Linked DNA regions of Zea mays: region 1 is linked to region 2. Evidence: chromatin contacts called from public Hi-C data. All regions are on one chromosome and are shown on one strand. The core of a region is the stretch at or near the end of the contact, and the rest is flanking DNA. Distances in the headings are between cores, read along the strand shown.

Region 1 (4,645 bases), core at 1,288-3,787, 140 kb before region 2:
GTCATCTAGCGCATAAGCATGCCTATGCGGATACGGAACGGCGCCTTGTCGAGCACTGCAAACAGTTGAGCTGAAAAACAACAATATTCATAAACTACAGAACTACAACTAACCTGTTCCATCATTAGCAATGTCAACACCATCAAAGCTAAGAATAATATCAGACGGTTGTAGGCATCCAGATTCTGGAGCCGTGGGCTCCACCCTCCTAACACGAACACCCTTTTGATCTGGTTTCATTCCCATTGCTTTACGGAGATCAGGATTCTCCATTTTCTGCCATTCAACTCCTAGTATAGGAAACCCTGAAATAATAAACAAAAAGAATATGGTTAGGCTGTCATTGGAAAATAAGAAAGATCTAAGGGATAGGCATCAACATCACAGTACTAAGTATTACATGGAATTACTAATGACTAGAAGATTGTCATCAGAATAAATACAGATGTTACTTGCATATAAAGATCACCAAGGACAACCAATAACTCATGTAGAAGAGTGATAGGACACATAGGCTTTATACCAACATATTGCTACTTAAACAGTTACAGGAATGAAATAACTAGGCGGCTCTCTATTTGACTAAAGACTCGATTACATTTGCAATAAGGGCTATACATTAAAGCAATATCAATCATCATACTGCAGGGCATAATAATCATTAGAAGGAAAAACAATCATCATGCACCATGTAACTGGAAGAACAGGTCCATAAACTGGAACGACTATAGACTAAATAAATGTTAATATAAAAGGGCAAACCTAGTGTCAGAAGCTCCCATGAGTCGGGTCTAGGAAAGGGATAAACCGAAGCAAGTCTTCCCCCACAAATACAGAGAGGCTGCTTTGAACCCATGACCTGGTGACTCAGTGAGACAGCTCTCACCAGTCACCACTGCAGCAGGCCTGCCCTTCACTAAATATGTTAATATCATCCGACTAATTTTGTTAAACTAGCTAAGTGGTTCAAAATAAGAATAAAAAACAATGTTCATTGCTCTAATAACAATAGTAGACTGTAGACCCAGATGCATGATTATGCTAATAAAACTGAAAAGGGCATAATACCTGTGTATCCTCCAGAATTTTTGTAGTCCTCGATGAAATGTGTAATAACTGGAGTCGGTATCACATAGCCTATATTCTCGGCATCTTCATGTTTAAGAGATTGAAATGCTATACCGACACATTTGCCTCTATCATTAAAAGCTGGACCACCTGAATTTCCTGAATTAATAGCTGCATCTATCTATCAACAAGACAAGGCCCGTATTAGACATGCCGGTAAGCAGATAAGTTATTATTTCTCAATAGATTTACTTCACTTGCAACATCCATCTTTATATAAAGGTTTATTTGAAGTTATTATAATTTCAGGGGGGAAAGGTACCTGCAATCCTAGAAGTTCTGTAGAACCATGAACGTATGAAAGTATTTCTATCCTAGAGACAACTCCACTTGTCACGGATATAGTATCTCCTCCAATTGGATAACCAACAACAGTAACTGCGTCCTGAAGGGCCGGTAATGTTCCGAACTCGACAGGTGAAACTCCTTCCCAGAATTCATCGTCATTGACAGTTAAGAGCGCTGAGACAGATAGAACAAATGAAAAATATCAAATTAGATTGCATAAGCAACAGGGAAAAATCTTAAGTATCATTCCATAACTCATAAATGATTCTATAACGTCAGAAGTTTCATAGATTCCAAGAAAACAATACAGACATTATTATGCATCTGATTTTCATGGTTACATAACAATAAGAAAATTAACGATAGTAAGAAATAAACAATGGAGGCAGGGCAGGGATGGGAAGAGCGGGCGCACCAATATCGCACTCTGTGCCGATGGCCAGGACGGTGGCAAGGTACTTGGTGTCAGAGCCGCGCTTCTTAAGCTTAACCTGGGTATAGTGCTCCACGGAGTGGGCATTGGTGAGGACACGGCGGCCGCTGATGATAAACCCGCTACTGCTAGAGCTGTACTGCCGCTTCCGCTGCCACGGCAGCGAGAAGTTGGGCTCCGTGTGCACGCAGAACACCTTGACCACGGCGTCCATGCACGGCACCACCCTCACCACCTCGTCCCAGCTCGCGGGGCCTGCCTCCGCCACCGCATCGCCTCCATTTGCCACCGTATTAAGCACCCTGCGGCGGAGCGGGGACGGCGGACGCGCGGCGTCCGCGTCGGCGGGGTCCTCATGACGTCGCGGCTTGCGGCCACGGCGCGCAACCGGAACGGGAGCGGGGGCGGCCACCGCAGAGGGGGATGAGCGGTCGGGGGAGGGCGGCGACACCTTGGGCTTGCGCCCGCGCTTGCGCTTGTTGGAGGCGGAGGAGGGATCGTCCATGGACGCGGGCTAGGGTTTCCCGGCGCCGAGGGCGGAAATACCGAACGGGGAAGACGAAGAAAGGTCGGTCCGGTCAGAGTAATCTGGACCGGTTCGAGGTGGGCCGCCCAGGATGGGCTGAGTTTACGTAATTATGATGTCTGCGTACTGCAATTCAGAGCTTTTTTTCGTCCGGCCTTGTTTGGTTGTGCTTTTTTACTTCTGACCACTAAGAGCAACTCCAACAGGCTGGTTAAACAACATGTGCTCGGTAAAAAAAAGAAAATCACTATGCAAACGGCTTCCAACAGCATCGCCTTCGACCTCGCCATCGTATCTCACTCGCCATCAGCTTCCCGTCGCTCGGTATCTTTGGCTAGCGCTCGGGACTCGCCATCTGCCAGCCGACGCGTTCTCCCAACCTCATGCTCGCCCTCCTACTCGCCCCGCTCAGGTTCCCGCGCCCCTGCTCTGGTTCTCGCTCCGTGCCTTCCCGCTCGAGTTAGGCATGATTGTCGAAGGCGACGCGGAGCCGGGGCTAGACTGGAGACGTGCTCGGGCTCTGGCTGGAGGAGGTACGGCGTCCAACCGTCCATCGAGGCGGCACCATTGCGATGGATCTTCTGGCACTGAGGTCAAACCCGCTGCCGCTATGTACTCGATATGATATTCAATTCTGCATCATCCATTTACAAAGTAGGCTGTAGCGGTGTAGCCTCTAGGCATCTAGCAGCTCCACGGGTCAGCCTGTTTGCCATGGACCATGGTGTGAGTTCGAGTTTCAGCCTCTCATGTGTGGGTGGTGGGCGAGCGGCGTTGGTAGCTAGACGGCTATGGAGGATGCCAATATGGGGAGCACATTGTCAAGGTGCGACGACGGTCAGCCTGGCTTCGCCACTGATATTTGAAGAGTTTGTTGGATATACCATCCGTTAGGATCCTGTCTATCTTTTTTACAGTTCTCTAAATTCTAAATTTAGCTAAAATTTATATATAGACTGTTGGAGTTGCTCTAAGAGCTGTTACGTATTATCAAACTGTTAAGTAACCCTAGTTAGGGTTATGTGGGCAAATATCGAATATAGCCCTGAGGGCTATCGCGTCTCTATATATAGAACTTGTACCCCTCATATGGAATATAGATCAGAAAGAGGCCAGAGGCCCAACCCTATACCAGTGTCTCGTGTGTTTCCTCTGTCGTGCTTATGGAAAGGGAGACGGGTTCTCTACATCTTCTTGTGCCTCTACTGCTGACGGGAGGGAAGGGAGCGGATCTGGTGATCCGTGGTAACGTAGTTCTCAACACGTTATCAGCACGCTCTACCTCGACGTTGCTGCGGCGAGATCAGATCTGCATCAACTCTCCGTCAAGCCGGCAGGTCTCTGGCCTAGCCGAACTCTCCTACGCGAGAGACTTCGATTTTTCCTCTACGGAATAGATCGGCATGTTTAATGTTCTTGATACGGACTGTGATTCATGCGCGATAAACTACCATCGTCGATGTGCTTCTACGCACACGTGCTAGCTAGCCCACGTCGGACGATGTGCCTGCGTCGTGGTCGTTCGTGCCCACGTGCCAGAAGTTGCGCACGTCTGCGAGAGGAACCGTTCTGTCTGGCCGATGCGTTTCCCACCATCGCGTACCAGATCCGCTTCGCGCTCCGTACTGGTCCTTCCATCCGTTGCAATAGGAGAGGCTGTTGAGCTTCTGGTCAAAGCAGCACATAAAAATAGGAGAGAGTTGTGCATGGCTTTGCCGAGTCAAACAAAAAAAAAGAAAGGGTCGTGCGAGCATGCGTTCAGAAGCGTTTTGCAATTGGATGGCCTATGTGATTGCATGCGTTCACCAAACGCGTTTTGGTGTATTTTTCTAAGCACACACGACTAAGCTATCTGAAAATAAACGGAAAGAATAAAACATTTTATGTTTCAGATTCCACTTTAATTAATTATTTCCAGCAGTAAATAATTAGTAGAAAAGTACATGTTTAAATATGGAAATACTTTTTACACCTGACGTATTATGCTCATGCAATAATTTTGGTGTTTATTTTTCTACTTTTATTTCTCGTAGCAAATATTTAGTAGATAATTATTAAAATGCATGTGAAGGCCATGCTACTTTTTTTCATATCGCTCTAAATATTTGTTATGTGTTGAGCCTTCGGACTCACATGGAGCGATTAAATTGTATAGTTGGTACTCAGACACACTGATCAAACTATGTTATTATCGGCTGAGTTATGGCATTAGCTGAATATTGACTGCGCCTTGGCAACACGACGCAATATTTGTGTCGTTCGAACTTGGT
Region 2 (4,853 bases), core at 1,771-4,270:
CGAGGCGACCGGGAAAAGCAACATCGCACAGCGACGATCAGCTTGTTCGCTGCGGCTTGCTGCGGCTGCAATCCGGCTGCGGCTTGCTGCGGCTTCTACAGTATTTTTCTCTCTATGGATTGCAGCTGCAGCAATCCAAACAGCTGCAACAGTGTCGGATTGATGCTTTGCTGTTGCTGGCCGGCAGGCACCGCAAGACTTTTCCCGCGTCTCTCTCCCCCCGTTCCCCCAAAGTACCTGGACGATGGCGACGTGCAGCAGCGTGCCGCGGAGGCCCACGGCGAAGGACGCGGCCGCCATGACGGCCGGGCCGGTCAGGAAGCGCACCGCCATGGCGAACGTGGCCACCTTGTTCCCGCACGCGATGATCCGCGGCTGCAGCGCCATGAACAGCCCTGCACACAGCACACGGAGACGCGGCGGTTCATTTCATTCTACTGTTTGTTGGTAAAGCAGAACCGGCCTAGGGAAGGGAAGTTTAGGCCGCAGCTGGGACCGACCGAGGCTGAACATGGCCATTCCGAGCCCCGCGTCCGACAGGATGGAGATGGAGTGCAGGACGATGTCCGGCATCTGGAAGTTCCACCTGCAGGGCGCCAACAGAGAAGCTATCAGTCGATCGGTTGCCTCGCCGGCCAGATCACCCGCCGGACGATGCATGCATATGCCGTATCGGTTGGCAGTCGTTGCTAGTAGCACGGACCTGAAGCAGACGAGCGACCAGACGACGCCGATGAGGCTGGAGTAGGTGTTCGGGTTGCGGATCAGCTTGCGCCACACCATGATCAGGATCAGCCGGGTCATCACGCTCGTCGGCGGCATCGCCGTCGCCGCGGCCACCGCGTTAGGGTCCCCGCCCGCCGCCGCCGGGTCCTCCGCGTCCCTGTCCTCCATCGCGCCCCTGTTCCCGAAGCTGAACTCGTCGCGCTCCACGTAGTCGTCCCTGTCCCTGGCTCCTCCGTCCACTTGGATTGGATAAACAACGAAAGGAACGAGTGAGTACAGAGTAGCCCGAGAAGAGAAACACTCACTCCCCACGGCGGCGGGAAAGACTGCTACTTTTGCGGGGAGACTTGGCGGCCGCGGCGTGGTCGTTGTAGTCCGGCGCGCCGCCGCCGAAGAAGTCCGATACGGGTGACGCGCTGGAGCTCCAGACGAACATGTGGAGGTCCTCGCCCTTGGCATGCCCGTTCGTCGCCGCCTTCCTGGCGCTCCAGGGCGCCGGGTAGTGGCCTGCCACCCCGGGCGCCGCACTCACCACGGGCAGCGGGTACTTGGGCCTGGACGCGTCGTCCTCGTAGTTGGACGGGCGCGGCGTGGTGCCGGCGCCGGTGCGGACGGCGCCGAACGCGTCGGCCGCGCCGAAGTTGGAGCTGCGGCCGACCATGGAGTAGAAGTCGGTGTGGTTGAAGCTGGATCCCCGCGGCGTCGGGTTGCGCGACGACTGCAGGGAGTAGATCTCGGCGTTGGTGAGGTTGCTGGGGCGCGGGGTGGCGCCGGAGAAGCCGCCCACGGAGCGGCGCGAGTAGACGACGTCGGAGCGCGACGCGCTGGAGCGGCGCACGGTGACGTGTATCCTGCCGTCCTCCCTGACCTCGGCCTCCGTCTCGATGGCGTCCCCGCGGCCGTGGTCGACGAGGGAGACCACGTCCGGGTCGACGGCGATGGAGGCGATGGCCCCGGCGGCGTTGCCCGGGAACTGCTCGGCGATGAGCAGCCGCGCGGCGCGGTACTCGAACATGAAGAGCATGAGCGTGTACCAGATGATGCACTGGAGCACGACGATCTGCACCATGAGGCTTCCCGAGAAGTCGCCGTACATGCCCCTGAGCAGCGGGATGCCCATGACGAGCGTGTTGGGCAGCGTGGAGAGGGAGAAGAGCGTGATGGTCCAGTCCAGGTCGAGGCTGCCCCGCCCCCGGCGGCTGAGGTGGCCCCACGCGGTGAGCATGGCCAGCACCATGAGCTTCTGCAGCGTGTCGGCGGCGATGAAGCGCAGGTTCATGGTGTAGGGGTTGTTGGTGGAGATGAAGTGGAAGGACAGCAGCGGCACCGCGAAGAGCGCCACGAAGCGGTTGATCCCGGAGCACTGGTCCGGCGAGAAGATGCGCCACCACCGCACCGACCCGTACGCCAGGATCATCGCCACGTACAACGGCACCACGGCCGTCATCACGTGGTACAAGTCCGCCGCCGAAATCATCTTGCCCTCCTTGAAGCTCGATCGATCTCACGCTCCGTCTCTCGCCCTTCCTTCCAATGCAACGCTGGTGAGCTGAACGCCGCTCGCTACGCTCTTCCGGCGACCACACTGCTTGGAAGTCGGAACCTTAGCTTTACAGCTGGGCTTAGCGCTGAGAGGAGCCAGTGAGCCCTGAGCAGTTTAATTCACTCAGATAGAGCTAGCGAGGAGTGACTGAGAAAGAAGGAAGGAAGGAAGGAGTGTGTTTTATTTAGGCGGGCGAGGTGTGGCAGCGCGGCCCAAGAACAGTCTCAAGAACCCGTGAAGCCCTGAATCTTTTAACGGTGCGCTGTGAGCGATGGTGTAGTGTAGGGTGGGGTACTACTGTACGGGGGCGGAGGTGGAGCACGACTAGACCTTGTTCGTTTGTTTCGGATTGTACTTGAAATTATTCTAGCTAATAAAAATTTATATAAATTAAAAAAATAATTCAGTTAGTAATCGTTCCGACCTACTAATGCGGTGTGGAGGGGGTGGCCGTATGCGTGTGCGGATCCCATTATAAAATACTGACTCCATTTCTATTTGTCAATGTTTAGTTTAAAAACGAACTAGAGAACAGATGTAGTAATATGTATATAACTATCTGGGCAGATACATATGTACGTACGTACCTTTGACGCTTCAAGGGCAGGACAAAAAGATTCAGGGCTTAGTCGGCTGATAATGCCATTCCGTGCTTTTAATACCGCATTGCATAAGACTTAATGCATTATAATATGTATACGGCGTAGTACTAGTAGTACCATGCGAATATACGAGCCCGTATCTACTGCACAAAGCCCGTATCTATACTGCACATACCCGTACTCATAATGGACGTAGTAGTCTCAGCAGCAGATTACTTTTCGTTGCGAGAGTTCGTGGAGACGTGAGGTCGAGGGACGTTGCTTACTACTGTAGCACTGCGTTTCGAAGGAGTGAACGGTGTTCGTTCCGGGATCGGTTACTGTAACACTCCGCCAAAGTGGCATAATGAACGGTGTTTGGTTGGATGGCGTGGCGGCTGCCCGGACGGAATTGGGGTAGGCAGTGACGTGTCAGGCGGGCCCGGGACCGTCGCCTTCTGCCAATAATTATCGTGCCATCCGTTGACAGAGTCCGGAAATTACCACAAATGTCCCGCAGGGTAAGTGGCAACGAACCACACCACAAATCTGCTAGGGCTGTGCAAAAAAATCCGTAACCCGAAACCCAACCCAGAATATTCGAACTCGAACCCGAAACCCGAATTTTGTTCGGGAATTTCGGGTAGCAACTTTCAAAACCCGAATTTATTACGGGTAATTCGGGTATCACAATCGGGTACCCGAAATACCCGAATTACCCGAACTTTTATGTGTCATGTACTCATGTCATGCTTAATCATTAATTTGCATATCTATAATTATGTGTAAGTATACATTACTTGTGATTGTAGATTGCTTGTGTTTTATATGTCCATGTATACCATTATTTAAACCATATTTTTATACTAATTTAATAGGATGTATGTGTTTTTATGAAGCCGACACAATAGTTCGGATAGTTCGGGAATATCCGAACCCGAACCCGAAATTCCGAGTACCCAAATTTTCAAATATTGTAAAACTCGTTGTAATTTCGGGTATCGATTCTCAAAACTCGAAATTTTAAAAACCCGAATTACCCGACCCGAAATTTTCGGGTAACCCGAACACCCACCCCTAAAATCTGCTACTCCTTCGTAGGTCGGTGTCGCAAGGCTGCGCGCTTGGGCAAACGACGGTTATACCACTGTACTACTACAGTGCATGCCGTTGGGTGCCGGCGCTAGTTTTGTCGTGGCACGTCGCCACCGATCCATGAAACGGGGGATTTGGCTGCCGAGGCAGGTGAAATTCCTCCGAGATTAGCTTCGCGCCCTGGCCTGTTTTCTGGAACATACATTTTCGGTGTGATTGGTTACTCGGTCGCCTGTGTCCAGGCCCACCACGTACATTGACCGTGTCTGCGCACGTGTTTGGTTGGATGCACGGCATCGGCTCAGCCTGTAAGCGCGGGTGCAAACCAAGCCTTTTTCGGCTCGTTCGCCTGCATGCTCACGCGAGCCAGACGCCCGGGCATCCGACAACCAATCAGGCCTTTTGTGACTTGAGAAGATCCCGAGTGGAGTGGAGGCGAAGGCGAAGGCGAGTAGTAGCCATAGCCCGTAGTGGTTGATAGGATGTTGTAAAATGAGGGAACACTAGAACGGGAGTCAACCATTTCCGTGCCTTTCGGGGAACATTTTCTGCGGCCAGTGGCCAGTAGGTGGAGGAGATCCACGGCATGGGCTTCCCGCAAGACACGCTGACTTCTCTAATCCATCAGAGCCAACGTGTCTCGCGACGGAGAGGGATGTCCGTTCACGAAGAGCCTGAAAAACTGAAGTACGTCAACGCGGTCAAACCTCGCTCCGTCGGCCGCTAACCCGCGCCTTGAGACGGGAGGAAAGAAAAAACGGGTTAGAAGTAGAACGGAGCATATTTTCGTTTCAGTTCAGGACCAGGCGGCGATCGAGCTTCCCCGCATCGGAATTCGGAACTCGATCTTCCTTGGGCGTCGCTGTTGCTCTCGCTTTCTATGTTGCGCCCCCCGCTTCTTTCTTTGG

What was found. A called contact is a pair of places that touch in the nucleus more often than the background predicts.
Region 1: a Hi-C map of leaf shows a contact between it and region 2, with 5 times the contacts expected there. The contact joins the promoter of LOC103655753 here to the promoter of LOC103654258 in region 2. A contact is called at or near these places in 3 of 25 Hi-C or Micro-C datasets (endosperm, leaf and tassel).

The regions. Positions count from the first base shown.
Region 1 is chr4:187,496,074-187,500,718 of Zm-B73-REFERENCE-NAM-5.0, reverse strand. It overlaps LOC103655753 (protease Do-like 9), which reads right to left and starts at 2,537. Exons shown (of 10, transcript XR_002269232.1): 1 at 1,832-2,537; 2 at 1,391-1,590; 3 at 1,069-1,249; 4 at 114-305.
Region 2 is chr4:187,356,031-187,360,883 of Zm-B73-REFERENCE-NAM-5.0, reverse strand. It overlaps LOC103654258 (auxin efflux carrier component 1a), which reads right to left and starts at 3,020. Exons shown (of 5, transcript XM_035967464.1): 1 at 1,060-3,020; 2 at 704-965; 3 at 501-586; 4 at 1-395. The coding sequence starts at 2,203.